Linked DNA regions of Sus scrofa: all the other regions are linked to region 3. Evidence: chromatin contacts called from public Hi-C and targeted proximity ligation data. All regions are on one chromosome and are shown on one strand. The core of a region is the stretch at or near the end of the contact, and the rest is flanking DNA. Distances in the headings are between cores, read along the strand shown.

The links. Hi-C and Micro-C count contacts between places; a contact is called where the count stands out from the background.
Region 1: a contact with region 3 is called in a Hi-C map of liver, with 6 times the contacts expected there. A contact is called at or near these places in 1 of 5 promoter capture datasets (liver), 16 of 47 Hi-C or Micro-C datasets (adipose tissue, embryonic fibroblasts, epiblast stem cells and 8 more) and 2 of 2 datasets of targeted methods (alveolar macrophages and skeletal muscle).
Region 2: a contact with region 3 is called in a targeted proximity ligation map of skeletal muscle, with 3 times the contacts expected there. A contact is called at or near these places in 10 of 47 Hi-C or Micro-C datasets (embryonic fibroblasts, epiblast stem cells, fetal heart ventricle and 4 more) and 2 of 2 datasets of targeted methods (alveolar macrophages and skeletal muscle).
Region 4: a contact with region 3 is called in a targeted proximity ligation map of skeletal muscle. A contact is called at or near these places in 12 of 47 Hi-C or Micro-C datasets (embryonic fibroblasts, epiblast stem cells, fetal liver and 7 more) and 2 of 2 datasets of targeted methods (alveolar macrophages and skeletal muscle).
Region 5: a targeted proximity ligation map of skeletal muscle shows a contact between it and region 3. A contact is called at or near these places in 7 of 47 Hi-C or Micro-C datasets (embryonic fibroblasts, epiblast stem cells, fetal skeletal muscle and 4 more) and 2 of 2 datasets of targeted methods (alveolar macrophages and skeletal muscle).
Region 6: a targeted proximity ligation map of skeletal muscle shows a contact between it and region 3. A contact is called at or near these places in 4 of 47 Hi-C or Micro-C datasets (embryonic fibroblasts, epiblast stem cells, heart right ventricle and 1 more) and 2 of 2 datasets of targeted methods (alveolar macrophages and skeletal muscle).

Annotation. Positions count from the first base shown.
Region 1 is chr3:117,708,851-117,712,601 of Sscrofa11.1, reverse strand. No RefSeq gene overlaps it. Among named protein-coding and RNA genes, the nearest start is that of RHOB, 65 kb to the left of the region's middle.
Region 2 is chr3:117,690,453-117,694,132 of Sscrofa11.1, reverse strand. No RefSeq gene overlaps it. Among named protein-coding and RNA genes, the nearest start is that of RHOB, 83 kb to the left of the region's middle.
Region 3 is chr3:117,773,509-117,777,252 of Sscrofa11.1, reverse strand. It overlaps RHOB (ras homolog family member B), which reads left to right and starts at 1,793. Exons shown (of 1, transcript NM_001123189.1): 1 at 1,793-2,383. The coding sequence starts at 1,793. The coding sequence ends at 2,383.
Region 4 is chr3:117,670,159-117,674,280 of Sscrofa11.1, reverse strand. No RefSeq gene overlaps it. Among named protein-coding and RNA genes, the nearest start is that of HS1BP3, 63 kb to the right of the region's middle.
Region 5 is chr3:117,649,817-117,653,826 of Sscrofa11.1, reverse strand. No RefSeq gene overlaps it. Among named protein-coding and RNA genes, the nearest start is that of HS1BP3, 43 kb to the right of the region's middle.
Region 6 is chr3:117,855,930-117,859,552 of Sscrofa11.1, reverse strand. PUM2 (pumilio homolog 2) reads right to left here and starts at 1,623. Exons shown (of 22, transcript XM_013996320.2): 1 at 1,571-1,623. LOC102158392 (a long non-coding RNA gene) reads left to right here and starts at 1,726. Exons shown (of 3, transcript XR_302627.3): 1 at 1,726-2,134.

The DNA.
Region 1 (3,751 bases), core at 857-3,356, 65 kb after region 3:
TTTGCTAGAAAGCAGCACTGTTTCTAGAGAAGATGCGGGGCAGGTGGGTGTTTGACTCCTCCCCCTCCCTAGCAGGCACTTGATTTGCCAGGGACTGGGGATGGTGCCCCCAGGGGGACCATAACACAGGGCCCCCCTTGGCCTCTGGCTGGCCACTCCGGATGTGGGTCCGATGCTCAGATGTCTCTCACTGGCTTTTGCGCAGCTCTGGGATCTAGAAGGACTGATTCTGATTCTGGTCGGGAACAACAAGGCCTCTTTCCTGTAGTTTGGGGTGGGGGTCCCGCTGAGCTTTTCAAGAGGCATCTGGGGGAGGGGGAGATATTGCCTTATGGTCACAGAGTTTCTGTTTGGGGCGATGAAGTGTTTAGAAATAGCGGCGACACAACGCTGTGAATATCATCATTGTCACTGAATTGTATGCTTGTGGTTAAAATGGCAGTTTTATGTTAAATGTATATATTTCACCACAATAAAAAAAAACCTGGAAAACTGTCAAGGTCATGAACAACAAGAAAGACTGAGACACTGTCACAGATGGAAGGAGACTGAGAAAACGTGACAAGCAAGGTAGTGTGGTCACTGGGATTAGACCCTGGAAGAGGGAAAAAAGGACAATTAATGTTCACTAAGGCAAGACCGGAGAAATGCGAGTCAAGTTTGCAGTTCAGTTAATCATACTGTCCCGACGTTAGTTTCTGAGTTGTGACAAACGTTCCACGGTTATGTAAGATGTTGCCGTTAGAGGAAGCCGGGTGATGGGCGTATGGGAACTCTCTGTACTGTCTTTGTAACTTGTCTCTAAAGCTAAAATTATTCCAAAATAAAAAGTTAAAAAAAAATCAAAAGCAAGACTTGGACTACAAAGGAGAGCTGGGCCCACACGTGGTCCTGGGTCCCTGGCTCTGCCCAGGAAATGCCAGGGCGTGGAGTTGGGCGGGTCCAGGGGGCCGGGGAGGCCGCTGGTCCGGCTGCACCCCTCACCCCATTCACCCCATGATAACCGTGTTCTCCTTCGCAAACAGCCCACCCCAGGCCCCTTCCCTTCTGCGCGTCTTGGTTTCCCTCTCTGCAATGGCTCCACTTCTAGGCCTTCTCTGCGCGCCCGTGGGCCTGGGCACGGGGACCTCAGCATCCTGAGAAGTGCTTTCCTGGCACACAGTGGTCACAGCCTGCCCTGGCCATGCGTCCTGAGGGCAGGCTGCCAGCAGGGCTCCTGTTCCCAGTCAATGACTGGGGAAAGAAGTAAAAGTTTAGGATGGGGAGGAGACAAACCGGAAACTGACTTCTCGTGAGCAGGTGGTTCGGCTTGACTTCCCTACAAGGCAAGGTAAGTGTGCTTATCCCCATTTTGCGGATCAGGAGGTTGAGACTGAGAGAGGTCAACTCCTCCCCTGTGTATCAGAACCGGGCATCTGTCGGACTCCAGCTTCTGTTTTTTGCCCCCTCACTCAGGCAGAAGGGATGGGCATCCAGCTTCCCAGGTGGCGGTGGGGGGCAGTGGCAATGTCCAGGCTACAGGACATTCTGAGCTTCTAGGAGTGTCAGGTGACAGCACAGAGGGCACGCTTGGTGATGTCATTCTCTGGGGGGGCAGGGCATCTGCTTGCAAGATGAAAGTTCCTACAGACAGAGGGCAGGGCTGGGGGGAGGAGTCTCGGTGACTCATGTTGGGGGTGTTGCTGCATGAAACTGGGGAGGCTGCAGCCCCCAGGGTACCGACAGGACCTGAAGTAGATCCCAGGCCTTCTTGGAAGACATCATCCCCCGACCCCGAGCTCCCACTCTCCATGATGTGGTTTCTTTGGTTGCTGTTTTGTCTTTGGAGGGACCACCCACATCCCAGAAGAGACCCTCCAGATGCTTCCTCGGGCCCCCTGAGGATCCTGCTGGCCTTCCGGGGCTTTGCTTCCATCTCCCCACCCCTCCCACCCCTCTGTAGACACTTCCTGTTTGTGGCCTCAGGATTCTTCCCACCTCTGTGACGTTCCTCATTGATGGTGCCACACCCACCGTCCCAGGGGTGGTCTCCTTGGGGTGGCCACCCTTGCCGGCACTGTGAGCTCCCAGACATCGTGGGTGTGGCCATCATGGGCTCTGGTCCTCAGCACTTAACGGAAAGCAGGGCTGGAGCCAAGCATTGGGCAACCTAGGCACTGGCAGGTGAGCCATGCGTGGGAGATCCTGGCTGGAGTCCAGCCCAGCCTGGACACTACTGCTCGTCACAGAGCCTCGGGTTGGAAAGGCAGATCCAAAGCTCAAGGCCCTAGTCCAGGCTCAGACCCATCTCGCTACTCTGGGTACGGCCACCGTGGCCAGTGAGGGCTGTGTGACCACTGTGTGCCAGGAAAGTGTAACTTTCCATAAAGTGTATCCACCCCCCCCAGCCAGAACATTCTGTGATTTCTGCCTGTGGGTGCTGGCTGTGATTGTGCACAAAAACCCAGTGTGTTTCCAGTAAAACACCGAGTGATCTAGAAAGCAATGCCCCCCCACCCCCGCATTTATTCTTAGAAGTCCCAGAAAGCTGTCGACCAGCTCCCTCTCAGAAATGGGACGCTAGCAGGTGGTCCACTGGTGACAACCCACCAGGTTCCTGCCCTGAGCTGAGAGCAGTCTGGGGCAGGCCTGAGGAAGTGGGCTGGGTCAGGAGGAGGCTCACAGGACCCGTGGCTGGCACAGAGCGCTGCAGGGAACCGGGGCGACCTTCCGCCATTCAGCTGCTCCCCGAGCCCTTTGTTGGTAAGCGCACCTGTGTCATATACTCGCCTCCTTTTCCAAGTAATTTGATCCAGGAGATTCCCCTGCCAAGGCCTCCCTGGAGGTGAAGGGGATCCTGGTTTGAAGTCTCTCTCAGTTCCTTGTGTTTGTCCTTTGGGAACGGGGAGTCAAGCCAGAGCCATCCTCTTTTATTGATGCTGAAAGTGTTTGGGGGGGGGTGCGGTGGGCAGAGGGGCCTGGAGACGAGAGACTCAGACCATTTGGGCTCCCTCAGGAGCTCAAGGTGGCAAGACTGAGGGTACAAACGACTCCTCAGCAACACGTGTGAAAAGAGCCCAGGAAGGGAGCAGAAGGTTACATGGGGCACAGCTAGGCAGACCGGGAAGGCTTCCTGGAGGAAGGGGCATTTGACGGAGACTTGAAGGATTTTTTTTCTTTAATCCTGAGCATTGCAAGAGCAGCCAGGAGGCGTGAAGTTCCTGATGAAAGGGACTGCAGAGGGGAAGTGGCTGAGGCCTGGACCCTGTCAAGCAGGCCAGGGCTGGATCCCATTCTGGAGGCTGGGCCATGAGCCTCTGGGGAGGTTCCCTTGCTCCCTGAGCAACTCCCTCACCGGAAGAGAAGAGAGATTGTGAAGACACTGTCAAATGACAGTGAGACAAAGCCAGCCCAGCCCACGACGGTGTGTTCCTGTCACACTCGCTTGCATCCAAAGGTGGTGGCCGCCTCTGGGCGTGTCTAGGTAGCCCCGTGTTTGAAGGGAATCCGTAGACATCACAGGAGCACCCCTTAGCAAGAGAGAAGCATCATCGCTCCGTCAAAGCCATGGCCCCTTCCTTAGGGCAGGTGACAGGATGGTCTGTGTGTCCTAAAACAGCCCTGGCCCTGGAGATTTCCACACGCCAGCCTCTCTCCAGAGAGAAAGCGCATCTGAGGCCGCTCCCCCTGGGGTTCCTGACAGAGGAGTCCTCCCTGTGTCGCAGCGGGAAGCAGCCCCAGCCAGTCCCTCCATCAGGAGGGGCACCTTACA
Region 2 (3,680 bases), core at 1,148-3,647, 84 kb after region 3:
AAAAAAAAAAAAAGAAAAGAAAAAGGAGTCCATTCCTTCGAAATTCCTGCACAGGAGGGCTGCTTAGAGCTTACCCCGCCCCAGACCCCGTCATAGAACCCTCCAGGTCTCCCTGGCAGCCCCAGCCTTGTTTCTCCAAGTGTGGTCCCAGGACCAGCATCAGCACTTGGGAGCTTGTTGGAAATGCAGACTCTCAGGCCCCACCCCGAGACCAGCTGGATCAGATCCCCAAGTGGTTCTTAGGCCCAGTGGAGTTTGGGAAGCATGGGCCTGTGGAACCACTTAGGATCGGGTCACACCCCACGGCGACACCTGTGATTGATTGCATGTGAGCAATATTATTAATTAGCTGGGAGGGGGACAGGGAGGGCTGGTCTCGGAGAGGAGGGATCCCTAAGACGGCGAATCCATGCACAAATTGGAAGCTGCTACCCAGCCCCTCCGGGGGAACAAGGGTCATATACTGATTGAATCTGGGGAAATAAAGGATGGGAGATGCCGTCTGGTGCTGCCCCTTCCTGGGGCTGGAGCTCCTCTGCAGCCTCTCCAACAGCTGCTTTCTAGTCCCGCTTGGGCTCCCACCATGATGGGGAGCTCACCACCTCTCAGGTGGGCCATTGCGGGGTGCACTGCTGTGATTCAGCAGCCCCCCTGGCATAGAGCTGACCCACCTCCACAGCCCCCACTGGCCCGCCCTCCAGCCCTGGGTCCCCTCAGGGCTGCCAGTAACCAGGCCTGGCCCTCCTTGGATCCGTGGCGCCCTGCCACTTTACCCTTTATCTAGGTCCAGAAATAGTCTTTCTATTTGTGTGGGGAGAGTCATTTTATGGGTCTCTTTTTGGTGAGTGTGGAGGTGTTGAAGGGGCCTCTGGAAGCAGAACTTCCGCCGTGAGGATTCACTGTGTTGGCCTCGCTTCACCCTTTCCTCTGGCCGTCAGACAAGCGGGCCCCAGGCAGACTTGGTTAAGTCAGAGGCACAGGGAGGGGGCACCTCCAGGGGCTTTTCTAAGCTGCAGATGACATGTGCCCAGCAAGGGACAGGTACTCGGGAGGGCGGTTGGCTGGCAGACATCACCCCTTGCTATGGGCAGGGCCCAGGGGAGCCTCAGGGGGCTGAAGGCACCTGTCCCAAGGAGCCCTGGGGGGGACAGCAGATGTGCACAGCATGGGAGACCCATTCTATGCCCCCCCACCCTGTGCTCCCCGTGGGGCTCCCGCCAGTACCTCTGGACACCTCCATCTGCCCACCGCACAGGCCTCACTCTCGAACATTCTGGGGTTGAGCTCATCCTCCCCTTCCCCCGGCACTGCGGCCATGTCTCACCAAGGGGCACCATTGTTACCCAGCGTCCAAGCAGCAAACTGGGGGTCACCCTTCGTTCTGTCCCCCTCCTGCCTCCCCCTTATCTGCTCCACGCCTCTCACGGAGTTCTGCGACTTCTGTACTTCCGGTGGCAGTGCCGTGAGGAGGGGGACATCCTGGTCTCAGAGCCCTGGTCCCACCCTGTCTCTGACTCACTGAGACCTCGGGCAGGTTCTGATCCCTCTCTGAACCTTTGCTGCATCGACACAATGACAGCTTCTACAGGTCCTTGGAGCTGGGTTACTCCAGACCCGTGGTGACAAATGGAAGCCACTAGGCACACGTGGCTATTTAAATTAAAATTCATTACAATTGAATAGAAGAAAAATTCAGCTCCTCAGTCCCACCAGCCACATTTCAAGGGCCCACCTGTCACCTGTGGCTGGTGGCCATTGTGTCAAACAGCGCAGGTTTAGAACGTCTCTCTCATCCCAGAAAGTTCTAGTGGGCGATGCGGTGCCACTGCCCCGTGAATTTGAATGAGCCCAGGTGATCCTGGGCTCTTGTGAATATGCAAATTCTGACGCCCAGGCTGGCGGAGGGGCAGATTCCGCTCCTCTGACAAGCTCCCTGGTGGTGCTGTGGCTGTTAGGCTGAGCAGCGCACTCTGAGCATCAAAGGCCTAGATGGCACCGTTCTTCGTGGGTGTGGGGTCGGCAGCATCAGCACCAGCTGGCAGCATCTTAGGGATGCAGAGTTTCAGGCCACACTCTTGACCTGCTGGATCAGAAGCTCTGAGGGTCAGACCCGGGTGTCTCCGTTGTGGGTATAGTTTTGTTTTGTTTGTCTTTTGTCTCTTTGGGGCCACACCCACAGCACATGGAAGTTCCCAGGCTAGGGGTCTAATCGGAATCCTTAACCCACTGAGCGAGGCCAGGGATTGAACCCGCATCCTCATGGATATCAGTCGGGTTTGTGATCACTGAGCCACGGTGGGAACTCTCAGGAATCCGGGTTTTACCAGGCCCTCCGGGTGAGTCATATGCACTCTGAAGTCTGAGATCCTGAGCTCATCTGAGGTTCCAAGAAATAGAGCTCAAGGACATCGCTGCTCTCCCGTCCTGCTAGGTCCACACTTGCCACCTTCAGGCCAAGGAGCCGTGTGTCACTTCCATCGGGGCTGCATCCTGCTGTCTGAGGGCTCAGGCAGAGGAGATGGACAGCAGCAGCAGGCCAGCCTCAGATCGTGGCCTTGTCCTGAGCTCATTTTGCAACTGGAGCTCCAGAGAGCGGCTCACTCCCACTTCCTCCCAGCAGCAGGCCCAGCGTTCTCGGTGGGAAGGTGCAGAGCCACAGTGTCCAGCCAAGAACAGCTGCTCACGTCTGAGCCTGCCCTCCAGGGGGAGGGCAGGCCTCTCCCTCTGCCCGGCTCCCACAGGGGCCTAAGACCGGGAGGCCCAGAGCAGGGCTAGCCACCCACTCCCAGTGCCAGCTGCCAATAGGGATTACAGCGGGGGCAGGGCCACGCCCAGCCCAGGATCCTGATCACTAGCAGCCCGCACATACTGCATGCACACTCCCGTGTGGCCCGCCACCACCGTGGCTGCAGCCCCTGGCCTGCAGCTTTTCATCCCACCGTGATGGCTCCTCCACCAGACTGACCAGACCTGTCCCAGGCCACTGCTTCCTGCCACCCCTGTCCACTTGTCATACAGCTTAGAGATACCTCTGAATGCCCTGGCCCCTGCCAGCCCCCTCTCCACAATTATTGACCTTGACAGAGTAGGCCTTCCTGCCACGCACCATGCCCTGACCCAGGGGTGTCCAGAAGGCCCCCTCGGGGCCTGGTCTTGATAGATATGGCAGCCTGAGAGTAGGCTGGAATAGGCATCTGGAATAGGCAATAGCAGGCACCGGTCTCCTTCCCTAGGCAGGCCAGTCATGCCCATGGGACTCTCCCGGCATGCCATGCGCGTCTGATTCCAGGGGCAGTTGTCCCTCTGGAAGGGGAATGTGGAACCGCTGACCAGAATCCCCCTGCGCGGAGCAGGACTCTCCGGGTCAAGGCAAGAGCAGCAAGCCTGCCAGAGGGACAGAGAGCGGCTGGAGGCCACACAGTGAGCGGATTCAGAGCCATGGCTTGGACTGGGGTGCTCTCTGCCCCCCAGGCCAAGGCTCCTAAGGAAGAGTCAAACCAGAGCCAGCTGTCAGTGAGGGCCCTGTGCTGGCTCCCTCGCAGGCTGCGCGGCTGAGCGCGGTGCTTCTGAGAATCCTGTTAACGAAGAAAGTTTAACTTGCCAGGTCACGCAGCTAACAAGAGTGACTGTTGCCTGCCAGGAACCCTGAGCCCTCAGGGCTGGACGAGGCTGGTTTCCCA
Region 3 (3,744 bases), core at 544-3,043:
ATATGAGACAATAACCTCATCAGGATGTAGTGTGTCTCTCCATTGCTGAAAAACCAACAAGCATCCCCTTGCCTCTAGAATGGATATGGCCCAACCTGTGTAGTTGGTACTTGTCCTCCATGATTGGCCTGCCTCCTGAGTTTCAACTCTCTCTTTCCACTGAGGGTAGCCCCAGTAAGCTATTCTCTGTTCCTAGAATCTGTCCTACTCTTTGTCACATCTCTGCTTTGGTTCAAGCTCTTCCTCCTCCTTGGGTGGTCCTCCCTCCCTACCTCCATCCTTCTTCTCACCCCTTCTGTCCATTGGGACCCATCCACTCAGAAGCTTCTAGATCAGACACAGGTGCCATCTCCTACAGGATACAAGGAAGAGATGGATTAAGTCCTGGTGGATAGCAGGAGACTAGGAGCTAGCACCCCACTAGACACTGATTTGCTATGTCCCAGCCTTCAAGTTTCTCCTGCTACTCCCCAGGGGGACCTCAGCCTCTTCTAGCCCAGTGGGGTGGGGGTGGGGATTTGGATTTTATTGTACTGTTTACCTCAGGCAGTTCTCTGCCTTATGACCAGGATCCGAATTAATCTTGAAATCCAGGGCTGAGGCTGCCTTTTTCTGCTTGGTAACTTCTTCCCAGCGGACCTCAAGTTCTGCAACCAACCTCGACCTTCCCTTTTCACCGTCCCTCCTTCTCCGAATCTTTACCTAAAGACCTAGGCTGGGTGCCGAGAAGGGGGTAGGCGATAGGACTTGGAGGAGCCAGAAGCTCGGCCCAGGGTCACCTAATTTACAGCCACCATCTCTAAGATCCAAACCCCGGGCTGCTCTAGGCGGGTACCCTGGTGGAAGGACAGGGATGGCAGACTCGACCAGGGGTGGGCCCGCTTCTGAAAGAAAAGGGAAAAGACCTTGCTTGGGAACAAACGAATGTGTGTGTGCGCGCGCGTTCACTTAAAAACAAAACCAAGTTAAAGGAACCGCTCGGTCCCCCACAGGTCCGACCACCCGCTGGGAGTTTGCGAAGCCAGCGCGGCAATTTTGAGTGGGAGGGAGTCGTTAACGCCCCACAAAGTGCGGCTTCTTTCTGAACCTCTCGTCCAGGCCCTGCGGGCTCCTGGTAGCTAGCTCTTGGCCTCCCGCCCCACGCGCAGAAGCTGCGGCGAAGGAGGGAACCCTGGTGTCGCCGGAGCCCCGCAGCGCCAGCCGCGGCGCACGCTCCCCGGTCGCCGCCTCTCCCAGCCCCGCGGCCTGGGCCGTCAATCAAGCTCGCCCGGCCCCGCCCCTGGGCTGCAGCGGACGGCCAATCAGAGCCAAGCTCCGCAGCGATGAGCTCAGTCGGCTCGCTTGCCATTGGGCGGCTATATTAAGAAAGTCGCCGAACTCTTTAAATAGCGGGCGCTAGGGCCGCAGCCTGCATCTGCCACCGCAGTCTGCCTGCTTTCGTTCGTTTTCCTGTACCTTTGCTGAGGCCTAGAGCGACCCGGGAGGAAGCTAGGCCGGGTCTGCTACTCTAGTCACCGTTTGCGCACAAAGGCGCCAACCCCGGATCCGGGGCGAGGAGGGCCGCCACCGCTCCGGAGCAGCGCGGAGACGTACGGTGCGCCCTATGCTCCCGCGCCCCTACCGCCCACGCCGCGGCTTCCTGAGCACAGCGAGAGAACGCGCCACCCCGGGGCCTGGGTGCAGCTAGCGACCCTTGCCCCTAGCGCGCAGCCCGAGGTGAGCAGTGAGCGGCCAGCGGGACGGCAGCGAGGCGTTCGCGGGCCCCCTCTTGCTGCCCGGGCCCGGCCCGCTCATGGCGGCCATCCGCAAGAAGCTGGTGGTGGTGGGCGACGGCGCGTGCGGCAAGACGTGCCTGCTGATCGTGTTCAGTAAGGACGAGTTCCCTGAGGTGTACGTGCCCACAGTCTTTGAGAACTATGTGGCCGACATCGAAGTGGACGGCAAGCAGGTGGAGCTGGCGCTGTGGGACACAGCGGGCCAGGAGGACTACGATCGCCTGCGGCCGCTCTCCTACCCGGACACCGACGTGATCCTTATGTGCTTCTCGGTGGACAGCCCGGATTCCCTGGAGAACATCCCCGAGAAGTGGGTGCCCGAGGTGAAGCACTTCTGCCCCAACGTGCCCATCATCCTGGTGGCCAACAAGAAAGACCTGCGCAGCGACGAGCACGTCCGCACTGAGCTGGCCCGCATGAAGCAGGAACCCGTGCGCACGGATGACGGCCGCGCCATGGCCGTGCGCATCCAAGCCTACGACTACCTCGAGTGCTCTGCCAAGACCAAGGAGGGCGTGCGCGAGGTCTTCGAGACGGCCACGCGAGCCGCGCTGCAGAAACGCTACGGCTCCCAGAACGGCTGCATCAACTGCTGCAAGGTGCTATGAGGGCCGCGCCCGCCTGCCTGCCCCTGCGGGCACGGCTCCCCCACCCCGGCCGGTCCCCCACGAGGCCGGAGAAGGGAGACCCGCGCCCCCCCCACGGACCCCACCGGACGGCCTGGCGTCTGCCCTCCGGACCCGCAGCCGTGGCCTGGCGGCTGTGGCTCTGGCGCCGGGAATCGGCGCGGTAGGCACCGGGCGCCCCCTTTCCAAGTGTCTGTGTGCGTCCCGCTGTGTTGCACAGGCCTGGGCGCCCCGCTGAGTGCCAAGGGATCCCCGAAGACCCTGTTCTGAAGAGCCAAGCCTCTTCGGAGGGTGTGGCTGTGTGTATGTTCAACTCCCCCCGCCCCGTTTTTGCCCCACGCCCGCCTCTGCTACCCCGAGGCGAGCTTGGCCCCGGGGTGCGGCCGCGCCCCATCATCAGATGTTCTCCCATAACCAGCGAGCGCCTGCTATGCCCCTGTCTGTAACATAGACCACGGGAACTGCGGGAGGGGAGGGCTGGGGTGGATGGGGTGTTATATAAATATAGATATAATTTTATTTTCGGAGGTAGGATGGTGTTATTTAATGGTGGCGGTGGGTGGAGTGACAGGACTTGAGAACAGCTCCGGCCCAGCCTGGGTCAGGCGTCCATCCAGGCACGAACAAGACTTGGCCATCTTTCCAACTCCTGGGAAAGACATTTGCAACTAACTGACTTGGGGCTGAGAGGACACAGCTTCCAGACTCATGTCTCCTGCGGGCCAGCCAGGGAGAACCCCTCATCAGCCACAGGCAGGAGGAGGGAAAGTGTGCTGCAGGTTGTTTTTTTGCCATAAGCGAACTTTGTGCCTGTCCTACAAGTGAAATTTGTTCAGTCCAAGAAACTGATGTTATTTGATTTATTTAAAGGCGAAAACTTGGGTTTTTTTTTTTTTTTGGAAAGAATTCTTTGCACAATTGTTTCATTGTTTGACACTTAATGCACTTGTCATTTGCATAAGACAGTAGCATTCTGACCACACTTGTACGCTGTAACCTCATCTACTTCTGATGTTTTTAAAAAAATGATAACTTTTAAAAATCAAGGAGAAGAAGAAACCACTAATTTTCTTTTCTTGAAAAAAGTGGCAACACTGTTCTGTTTTGCGATTTTATTTGTGCAGGTGTGCACTCTATTTTGATAAAGGGCAGTAACAAGTATTAGGGCCTATCTAAAACCTTCCCCCCCCCCACAAGGCAGTCTCTAAAGCTGTGTGAAATTTTCTCTGCATCTCTGTACAGAGAAGGAACCTGCCCCTCGTGTCTCCTTTCTCCCTTCCCTTCCCCACCCAGTGGTACTTCTACTAAATTGTTGTCTTGTTTTTTATTTTTTAAATAAACTG
Region 4 (4,122 bases), core at 1,136-3,635, 100 kb after region 3:
AGGATCTTAGTGACACCTGCCTGATCCCCTCATCTTGGCCTTATTCTATGAGGTGGCAGCAAGTTGCCGGGCCCCTCTCTCCCAAGGGGAGGGAATTATGGACTGAACACAGAGCAGGGAATCAGGGGCCCACCCTAGGGTCTGTTTGCTGACCTCGCTGACTGCCTTCCTGAAGGGAGAAGCTTCAGGCAGCACAGAACTGGCCCAGGAGTCACAGCCTTCCCCAAGCAGGCAGGTCAGGGCAGGGCTCTGAACCTCCGGACAGAGGGAGGGCCCACCATGATGGTGTGGGGAGCTTGTTGACCTGAGGTGTGGAGGAAGCTAGGAGAGAGGATGGGTGGCAAAAGAGGTCCTAGGGGGAGGGCTGACCTCTTGGGCAGCAAAAATAGGCAAGGAAGGGGTGGGGGCAGCAGGCCCGGGTGTTCTCTGGGATGCTCTGAGATGGGCCCTCTTATATCGCAGCCTTTTTTTCTGCCCTTGGCACCTTTGCCACCAGGGGACCCACCCATCCCCAGCCCCACTCGGCTCTCACAGGCACTTGAGAGGTCAGCTAAGGGGCAACTGGGAGGGCGCCATGTGTCCCCACAGAGGGACAGTGGGAGGATTGTCACTGGGCAGACATGACCTCAGCCTGCCAGGCTCATCCTACTCCAGGCAGGAACGTAGTCGAATAGAAACCCACCACTGGGTTCAGACCAGGCAGGGACCCTCTGGGCAGGGACAGAACCTCCAGTGCCTGTGCCTGGCCTGGAATCCCTCCTTTAGGCCTCTGAGCCCTGCTGAGAGACAAGGCACAGAGCTGGTGGCCAGGGAGGCCATGGGCCCTGCACCTGGGAGCCTGCCCCACCCACCTCCTTGCCCAGTTCTTAACGGCTTGCCCTCTCTGTGCCTGGGCTACTTTTGACCCCTCTGTGCCTGCCAAGCTGTGGGCTGGATGGGGTACCGACCTGCCCACTCTGACGAGGCCGAGGAGGAGTCCCAGCCCTGTGCCACTTGCCAGACCTGCCTCCATGTTCTCCCCCATTCTGCCTCACCTGCCACTCCCAGCCTGACCTGAGGGCTCCCCGGGGCAGCTCCTCCCCCCAGAACTAAGACCCTCAGTCTCCCCCACCCTCTGCTCAGACCTGAAGCAAGCAAGATTTTAAAGCAAGGCAAATGCAACCCAGGAGGGGCGCTGGCCTTGTGGATGCCCCTCTGAGCCATCCTGAGCCCGGCTCTCTCATGCCCCAGGCCTTGGTGCCTGCAGGTCTGTTGCATACAAACAGCAGAAACCAGCTTTGGCTAACTTACTCAGAGAAGGATTTTCATGGAAGGGTATGAGGCAGTTCACTGACTTATCAGGAAGGATAGAGAACCAGGCTGGGAAAAGTCAGGATCCAGGGGTGAGCCCAGCTGGACAGTGTCCCCCAAGGGAACACTGCTGGGATCTGCCAGCCTGGATGGACACTGCCGGAATCTCCAGTCCTCCCAGCCTCTCTCTGAAGGCTTGCTTCACCCACTCCAGAGTCTACACCCCAGGGAGAAGGGTTTGACTGGTCAAGAGCATATCCCAACCCGAGAGCGAGGAGAGGATGCGGCCCCCACCCCCATCTTCCGTGGTGGGAGGGGCTGGTCACTCTTTGGAATTGGCAGGGCAGTGTTCCGAAGGAACGGGAATGGCGAGTGACACTGTCTTGTCTAGTCCCAGGACTGGGCTCCCCAGCAGGCTGCCCAGCTCTCTGCTTCTAGCCAAAGCTCCTGCATCTTCTGATCTGTGTTCCAATACGTGGGATTTCTTTTTCCATATTTGGTACCTGGCTCACAGACTTAGGTTGAATCAATGTCTAGTTCCTTGAGCCAATGCCCACCCTCGGAGCCATCAAATGAAGGATTCCTTCTGTGATTTTAAGAGCTTCCCCATTAACTCGCTTGGTGGCACTGAATCAGGACACAGCTGTGTCCCCAGAAACCCCTGCCCTCAGAGTAACCCGGAGATTCAGCCTCCCAGTTGCTGCCCCCAAAAGTAGCCAACAAGAGTTACCATTGTGGCTCAACGAGTTAAGGACCTGATGTCTCTGTGAGGATGGGAGGTGGATCTCTGGCCTCTCTCAGTGGGTTAAGGATGCCACGTAGGTTGCAGATGGGGCTTGGATCCAGTGTTGCCATGGCTGCAGCTCTGATTCGACCACTAGCCCGAGAACTTCCATATGCCACAGGTGTGGACTTAAAAAGAAAAAAAAAATAGTAGGCAGTATCCCAGGGGGCTGGGGTGGGGGGGTGGGGGGGTACGGGCGGGGTGGAGGGTGGAGGATGCCAAGAATGCCTGAGCCCAGCCTGGCTAGCAGGAGGAGCGAGGCTGTTCTCTAGAGGGATCTCTTTCTCACTGCTCAGGGGATGGGCCTGGTAAGGACGGGGGTACCTGTGTCTGCCTCTCACCCCTGCTGACTCAGACTGCCTGCTTCAGCGGTCTGAGCACTGAATCTGAACACGGAATGGGGTCCCCTAGCCCTAACTCCACTCCCACACCACACCCCGACACTGTAAGGCTCTGGGGGTCCAAAGTGGGGGAGCAGAGCCAAGATGCTACAGCCATAAGAATTTGTTCCCTCAGAGCCTGTCCAGACCCTGACACAGGCGGCTCAGTCCCTCAGAAGGAGCAGAGGTCTCCAGGGCTTCCTGGCTCGGGCCAGCTAGCTGCCCACCTCGGGGATAAGGAATTTGCCCCCCAAGAGAGGGGATCAGATTGCACATTCCTGAGGCCTGAGTCACTCCTGGCTCCTGCTGGCTTCAGGAATGTGTTTATGCTGACGGCTGGGAGGGTGGCTGAGGGCCCAAGAGAGACTGCACAGACCACGTCTGTTCACTCCGCGTCCATCCCGCTGGCTAGGGGCGAGGGAGCAGGGGCTCTTTCAAGGATGAGGGGGGCAAGGCTGTGACCTCGAGCTACCGTGATGACGTGTTCTGCGTGGGCCCCGGAGGACCAGAGGCGGGGAGGGCCGGACTCAGGCTGGAACCGAGGCCTCTGCCTTGTCCAGAGCTGGCCTTGGCTTGATGCCACAGACGGAGGGTGGAGAGGGGCCAGTCCAAGCAGAGCTTCCCCTGCGGTGACTCTGGGAAAGGAACTTGCTCCCTGCCATCTCCTTGCATGAAAGACAACCTCCCGGACGGTACAGAGGGCTTGGGGAGGCTCTGGCTGCTCCTTGGCTTCCCTCTCAGAGTGGGGCTGACAATTCTTTCCCTTCACCCCTCACCCCCACTCAAGCCAGGGCTCTCTTTTCCCATCTCGGAGATGGGCCACCCAGACCCCACATGCTCCAGCATCACTGGTTGCTGTCATATTCAAGTAGGCACTGTGCTAAGCTCTTTACAGCATGGCCATGTGCCCTGGTTTGCCTGCGATGGTCATGGGGGCTGGACAATTATTATTTTTTTATTTATTTTTTTGTCTTTTTGCCTTTTCTAGGGCCGCTTCCCGTGGCACATGGAAGTTCCCAGGCTAGGGGTCTAATAGGAGCTGTAGCCACCAGCCTACTCCAGAGCCACAGCAACGTGGGATCCGAGCCGCGTCTGTGACCTACACCACAGCTCACAGCAACGCTGGATCCTTAACCCACTGAGCAAGGCCAGGGATTGAACCTGCAACCTCATGGTTCCTAGTCAGACTCGTTAACCACTGTGCCCCAACAGGAACTCCTGGACAATTATTAATAATGCTTCCTTTCACTCTCTGAAGTGTCCTGCTCTGGAAGAGAATTATATATTTGCCCTCATCTTATGGCTATTATATTGTTTAATCCCCACAATGCCCTACAAGAGGAACTGCTAATAGCCCCACTTTACGATGCAGAAACGAAGGCTTAGAGAAGAAAAGTAATTTGCCCAAGGCCATACAGTTAGACGTGGCCGAGCCAGAAACTGGGAAGAACCCAGCTCCCCACTTCAAAGCCCTTTTCTCAGCCACAACACCAAACTTCCTCTCCTAAGATCCTTTGATGCTTTGAAGGCCTAAGAATCTAGTATCTCCAAATAGTAGAGAAATAACAGTTAAAGTCCTGGAGTCCCTTTGGCTCTCTTCCCAGCACCGCACTTCAGCCACCTCTGCCACGTTGCTCCCTCCCGCAGGGATTGTGTGGACACATCTGG
Region 5 (4,010 bases), core at 1,422-3,921, 120 kb after region 3:
TTGAGATCCATCGCTATCCTTATATCTGCCAGTAGTTTCCTCTCCACGGCTGAGTGGTATTGCCTCGTAGGAAGGTAGCTGCTGGTCTATCCAGTGATGGATATTTGGGTTGTTCCCTTTGGTTGGGGCGGGGGCTCTTAGGAAGAACGTTGCCATGGACGTTTGTGCAAGTCTTTGTGGGTGGGGCTTCTTTTCAAAGGGGAATCTAGACCCTTCCCCACCCCCTCACCCCACTGCTGCCCAGAGGGAACAGGAGACAGGAGGAAGTTGGAAAAGGCCCCGAGGCGAAAAGAGGAAGGGCACTAGTGCTGAAGCAGCTCACGCCCTCCTCACGGTCCAGTCGGGCCACAAAGCTGCCACCAAACTCTCCTTAACATTCCCTTCCCTGCCCCGCCCAGCCAGTTGCTCTGAACAAAAGGTCAGGGGCCAGAGGGAAGCTGGTGTTTATTTCCCCGTCTCCATGGTGCTGGGCGAGCAGGCTGTAGGTCTGGAGTGTGTAGGGTGCTGGGATGAGCTCCCTGGGGCCACTGCCCTGCGGGTGTTATTAGGAATCTTCATCAGAATGACATCTTTTCCAGCACATTCCATCTACCTTCCCTCCTTAGCCTGCCCCGGCCCATCCAGATCCAGGGCCCTGGTCACCCCCCATAGTCCCCGGGGGCCAGGACCCTCAGCACCAGGGCCCAATGGTTTTGCATGTGGTCCCCACTGCTGAGGCCCAGAAGCCGGCTGTGTTAGCCTCTCGCGGTTGGCGGGCTGCTGCTCAGAGAAGCCAAGCAGCTGGAAAGGACCCAGCCTCTCCTCTCTCCTACACCCACCCTCCTTGCAAGCCCCAGAGCCTTCCCTTTCCACCCAAAGGTCTGGCTCTCACTCCTAGATGAAGGCAGTGAGCATCTGAATCCTCAGATTCCTTATAGCACAATAAACCGCTAACGATGCCGCAGAATTTTGATTATTCACATATAACATGCACTGCGAACCAGGAAATGATCAAAGAACTTCACAAATATTGATTAATTTTCTCCCTTAACTACCCTACTGAGGCAGGTACAAATATCATCCCCATTTTATAGGTGAGAAAACTGAGGCACAGAGACAGTCAGTGACCGGCCCAGGACCACACAGCTAGGAGGCTGGAGAGCCGGGAGTTGGTTCACACTTCCAGCTGCCGCACGCGGCTGCCCATGGATTTTTGTATTTGTTTGTTTCATTTTCCAGTCATTAATTTCCTTAACGGTTTTATTGAGGTGTAATTTAATGGTATAATTTAAGAATTCACCCGCATCAAGTGTATAATTAAATGATTTCAGTAAACGTACAGAATTGTGCAATCATTACGATAAACCAGTTTTGGAACATTTCGAACACTTCCTCATTCCCCCCTACCCCCCTAAAATCCACTTGCCACCTCCGGCCGAAGGCAGCTACTACTACTTTCTGTCTCTGTAGATCTGTCTGCTGGAACTTTCAGATCAGAGTCAGATAGTATGTGGTCTTTGGCGTCTAGCTTCTCTCAGTGTGATGGTTTTGGGGTTGATTCGTATTGTGGCATGTGTCAGCACTTGATTCTTTTTTGTTGCTGAATCATGTTCCATTGTGTGCCTGTCCCAATTTTATTTATTTATTTATTTATTTATTTATTTATTTATTTTCGAGGGCTGCATCCGAGGCATATAGAAGTTCCCAGGTTAGGAATGGAATCAGAGCTGCAGCTGATGGACTATGCTTCGGATCCAAGCCATGTCTTCGACCTATACCACAGCTCTCGGCAACGCCAGATCCTTAACCCACTGAGCGAGGCCAAGGATTGAACCTGCATCCTCAAGGATACTAGTTGGGTTTGTCTCCACTGAGCCACAACGGGAACTCCCTGTCCCAATTTTACTTATCCATTCATTGGCTTATGGACTTGGTGTCTGCTCCCACTTTCTGGCCATGGCGAATAAAGCTGCTGTGGGTATTTGTGCACGAGTCTTTGTGTGGTCATAGGTTTTCCTTTCCCTTTGGGTCTATTCCTAGAAGTGGAAGTGTTGGGGTGTCTTGTAAATTTATGTTCAACTTTTAAAAAAACTGCCAAGCTTTTCCCCAAATGTGTTGCAGCATTTTCCATTCCTATTTTATATAGTCTGTGGGGCCAGGGTTCCCATCCTAGGGCCACCCATATACCAGGCCAAGCCTGACTGGAACCCTAGACTGTCTGGGCAGTAAAAGGAGCCTTCAGGGCAGCACTGGGTCAGGCTGAGCCTCTTTGCTACTCCTGGTGTCTGAGAAACAGGTGGACAAGAAGTTAGCTGTTCTACTTTCTAACCTAAAAAAATTGCCCTCTGGGACCGAGAACACTTCTGAGGGGGAAATGAGCAAAGTGGCTATTAAACCAAAAGGAAAAACAGAAACACACAGGTGGAGAAGCCAAGAGCAATCCTGCCAAGGGAAGAAAGCCCACTTGAGAAGGCCGGGGCAGAGGGCCCTCGGCACCCGGGAGTCCGCCGGCAGCCCTCACACTCTGGAAGCCTGTCCATCGCCAGCTTTGGCGAATCTTCTCCAACCTCCTCAGAGGCCTGACGCCTGGAAAACCACCAGGCCCTTCCAGACAGACCTTCTCCAGGGCAGGGCCACCCCGGGGACAGCTCGAAGTGTCACTGACCCTCCAGCTGGTGCCATGCATTGCTGTAGAGTCGCTCCTGCCAAGATTTGAAGAGAAGAGCTTTCCATATTTCTGGTGGCAGCTGCAGTGAGTGAAATCTAACCGTGGCGCCTGGCAAGGGTCCAACAAAGGTATTTCTGTCCCAGCTCCCTCCCCGACTCAGACAGGGAGTGGGGACCACAGGGCGGGGCTGAAACATGCCCAGAGCACGCAGGGACATCACGGAGACCACGGCTTGGATAGGATGGGACGGGATGCCACCTGCCTCAGCTTGGAACAGGAGATATGCAGGGCCTGCCATTGCCCTGGGTATGATGGCCCTGTGGGGGGGCCAGGCCACACGTTGGCCACATGGGTCAGGCCCTGGGGCCCCACAAGTCACATGCTCAGCGTGTCCCACTCCCACTCTTGGACACAAGCCGTGTGCAAAGTCTCTGTACTCTTGTCACCGGCGGGGTGATTTCTCCTAAATTTTGTGTGATCACAAGGGCCCAAGACCACTGATACCAGATGGTATCTGACAGGCCCAGAAGCTGATACGGGAGGTAGGAAGTCATGACTTCTTCACTCAAGTACCTCAGCCTCCTGAAAGGTACCAGACCCTCAGGGACGGCACTGGCTGCAACAGTGTCCCCCACCCACCCTGCCCCAAATTCCTGTCCCCATGAACCTGTGAACAGGACCTTAGTGTAAAGGAGACAGGGTTTTGAGATGTAATTAAGGTAAAACGAGGTCCTATCCCAACAACTGGTTTCCTTACAAGACAGGGAAACTGGACACAGACCCAGAGAAGACCCAGAGGAGAGGCCCACGTGAAGACAGAGGCCCAGGAAGGAGGCCGGGCGAAGACGGAGGTGGAGGCTGGAGCGATGCGGCTGCAAGCCCAGGGACCGCATGGATTGCCCGCAACCATCAGAGGGACTTCTGGCCTCCAGAACTGGGAGGGAGTAACTTCCTGCTATTTAAAGCCTCCTGGTTTTTGGTACTTGCTGCGGCTGCCCTAGGAAATGAACGCAGGGACCAGGAGCCGGGCTCAGGTTGCGTGTACACTGTGTGCGCTGGGGGGGTGGTGGACAGGGGTGGCTGCATGGGAGGAGTTGTGTCTGCTGTGTGGGCAGGAGGCCCAAAGAACGGAACAGGACCTAGGGGCGTGGCACGTTCATGGCAAATCTGGCTCTGGTGGCACTTTTCCTATTTTTGCCCTCCACCATGCCTAGAACAGGCACTGCACCCAGGAGGTGCTCAGGAAATATCCCTTGGCCATGCTGGCCTGATATCTCCTGTCCCATGTCCTTTGAGCACCAGAGCTGTGTGTCCTACACTATCCTTCCCTGCCTCTGCCTTTTTTTTTCTTTGTAGGGCCGTA
Region 6 (3,623 bases), core at 374-2,873, 82 kb before region 3:
TTTACCAAAAATTGGGCTTTAAAGACATTCTTGAAATAAAGGAAATGCAGACAACTACTTATGACAACTGTGCAGATAAAGCAAATCATTTTTTTAAAAGCAAGATATTAAAGACTAAGAAAAGAAGCTTAGCCAATTAAAACTTTTGTGTGTTTTAAATCTGATCCCTAGCCAGAAATCCTTAAATCATCTTCCAATGCTCCAGGTCACATGGTGAAGAGTCACCTATTAAACAGGAATCTAAGCAGTAAACAAGCTTTTAAAATCCTTAGGTAACACCCTTTATTAAAACTTTACATATGATACCTTTACAAGTATTATATTTCTCTTACGTATTTAAAAGTATTTTTCTAATTAAGCTTTCCCTAAAAAAAACCTTTATTTCAAAAGTCTGTAACTAGTTTTCTTAAGTTAAAAATCTCAGAAAGTACTAAGTCCAGATTTTAACATGATTGTCTTATTACACATCAAATATGTCCCACCCAAATGCTTAAATGTGTTATAATGAAAAGCTAGGTCGGTTTCCCTAGCTATATTCTCAGAATTAACACTAACTTTTATACGCGTGTTTGAGCATAAAACTCTAACAAATGTATTTTCCCCAAATATGACCCAGTTCAGATACAAAACGAACGCTAAAAATGTGTGAAGCCTCTAATCTATTCTTTAGTTTTAATTTACATATCTTCCCGAGTATCAAAATCGGCTCCAATAACAACAAAAACAAAACATTCCTTACTAATGGCACCTAATACATTAAACCCAAGTCGCCGTTTCTTTCATAAGCACACCTGTCTACCGGAAGCTCTTCCTGGACACACTCGGGTCCTCTAGAATTCCCACACTTGTTTTCATAAACCCACTCCTTCCTCTTCGCCCACTTGCAACTCGCAGCTCCTCCGGATCCACCCGGCCTCTCTCCCGGTCCCGAACCCAAGAGCTGGGAGGACGAACAGCTCGGTCTCTAAACCCACACGCGCGGAAACCGAGCAAGAGCCGGGCGGGCCCCCTCAGCGCCGCGAGGCTGAGACGTGGGGGAGGAAAGGAAGCGGGAAAGCCGAGAGCAACCCCCCCGCTGGGCGCACACCCCCTTCCGGCACCCCTCCCCCTGCATTGTGTGAGCGGGCCCCAGGCCGCAGCCGTCCGGGGCACCCCGCAGGCCCCGTCCGCCCTCCAACCGGAGGGCTGCCCCCGCCAAGGCCGTCACACAATACCCGGGGAGCCAGCCCCGCGGCGTCAGAGCACGGGAGAGGGTGCAAACGCGACTGACTTACGGGGCTGCTGCGGCCGCGCTGCCTCAGCCGGGGACACCGACCGTTGGGCACACGGCGGCGTCGCTCTTGGCCGTCCTCCCCTCCTCCGCCTTCGGTGGCGGCAATATCTTCTTTCTCCACCTACCTCCCTCCCCCCCACCCCACCTCCTTCTCCTCCCCCTCCTCCTCCGAACCACCGAAGTACCGAGGGTGAGACACAGTCTCACAACAACATGGCTGCCACCGCCACCTCCCCTCCCCTCCCCCCCGCCCACCGGGCGCGCGCAAAGCACTCCGGGAGAAAGGGGGGCGCTCACCGAGGTGCGGCTCCTCGCTGTGGCTTCGGACGCTTCTCCCGCGCTCTGCACGCCGGCCAGCTAGAACACTGCGCGTGCGCACGCTCTCTACGCTCGCGCGTTTCGGCCGTCCCTTCGGCTTGCGCTCCCCCGCCCTCACCTTGCGGGCTTGCAGCCGGCTCTGACATCGGGGCGGTGCCAGGCGGGAGCGCGCGCCGGGCTAGGGCATCGCGGGAGTGGTGTTTCCGATCTACGCTGCTTCGGTCTCTGTGTTACCGCGTGGGGCCTCAACTTCTGAACTCGCTTACCCTCAGCTTCCTGGGCCACAGCTCATTGTTCTCCCTTAACTGCGCGGTGTCGGCGTCCTCGCTCGTGGTGTACTCGCAGTTCGCTTTCCGGGTGCTGGCATTCACAAGAATGGCTCAGTAATCTAGGCCTTTAGGTGTCATCCTTACCCTCTCCCCGCACCATGACGGTGGAGACGCATTGGGGAGGAAAAGTGAACCCCTTAAGAGGACTGCTCCGAGGGCAAATGGAACTAGCTCAGCAGCTTGCCACCCCTGGGTGCCTGGCCGGGTAAACAAAGTAAGCTCAGGTGGTTCTGTAGGCCAGTGATGCTCACTCTGGCTGCTACCCAGGTCGGGATGTGTGTGTGTGTGTGTGTGTGTGTGTGTGCTGCTACCCAGGTCGGGATGTGTGTGTGTGTGTGTGTGTGTGTGTGTGTGTGTGTGCTGCTACCCAGGTCGGGATGTGTGTGTGTGTGTGTGTGTGTGTGCGCTGCTACCCAGGTCGGGGTGTGTGTGTGTGTGCGTGCGCGTGCGCTGCTACCCAGGTCGGGCTGTGTGTGTGTGTGTGTGTGTGTGTGTGTGTCTTTTTAGGGCCGCACCCGCCTGTAGCCGCTTACGCCAGAGCCACAGCAACGCGGGATCTGAGCCACATCTGCGACCTACACCACAGCTCAGGGCAATGCTGGAGTCCTAGCAGATTGAGCGAGGCCAGGGATCGAACCTGCGTCCTCATGGATGCCAGTCACATTCCTTTCGTTGAGCAAGGCGGGGAACCCTGCAGGTCTGGATTTCTGTAGCAGGCTTTTATGTAGACTTCCTGAAACTGTGTTCAGTGTCACTACCTCCAGCTGGTGACTGCCATCTAAAATGAAAATCTCCTTCCTGGCACTCACCCTGGCTTTCAGCTTCACTCTGTTACCCACACTGCAATGTCCAGGTGTGTTCTGTTCAGTAAGAAGAGGTGTTCCTCTAAGAAATATCCCGTAGGAGATCCTGTCGTGGCGCAGTGGTTAATGAATCTGACTAGGAACCATGAGGTTGCGGATTTGGTCCCTGACCTTGCTCAGTGGGTTAAGGATCCGGCGTTGCAGTGAGCTGTGGTGTAGGTGGCAGACGCGGCTTGGATCCCGCGTTGCTGTGGCTCTGGTGTAGGCCGGCAGCTACAGCTCCGATTCAACCCCTAGAAAAGGCAAAAAGAAAAAGAAATATCCCGTAATCAAGTATGGAAGTCACTGAGGTACATATTGTCTGCCTTCTCCTCCCATTGGGCTGATAATAGCAAGAGTCTTTACTGTTGCTTAGTCCACATGAAAATAGGTGTACTGGTCAGAGGCACTCCCTCAGAATTTGGAATTAGGACTAGGAAACCCCAGTCCCCCCTTGAGAAGTCTCTTAAACCTGGGCTCTCTGGGCTGACTTGTCCCACCATATGGACAGAAAACCTACAGAGTGGAGTTGAGAGAGAAGAAAGCTCTGATATTTCTCTTTCTCTTTGTTCCTATAGTTTGTTGGCAGCCTCTTTCCTTGGGTTCTGAAACAAATGCCTTGATTCGTATACTGCTGCTTTTTTGCTTAAGCTAAATAAAGAGTTTCTATTACAACCAAGAGTTCTAACTAAAAGCCATATGTATACCATAGTTATTATTTATTTAGTGCTTTCAATATGCAAGCTCTAAAGCATTTTCCATGTCTCATTTAATATCCCCGTAAAACAGAACAGATTCATGGACATGTGACCTGTGCAGTCCCACAAGGCTTCAAGCTTTAGACAGGGCTGCAATTGGTTT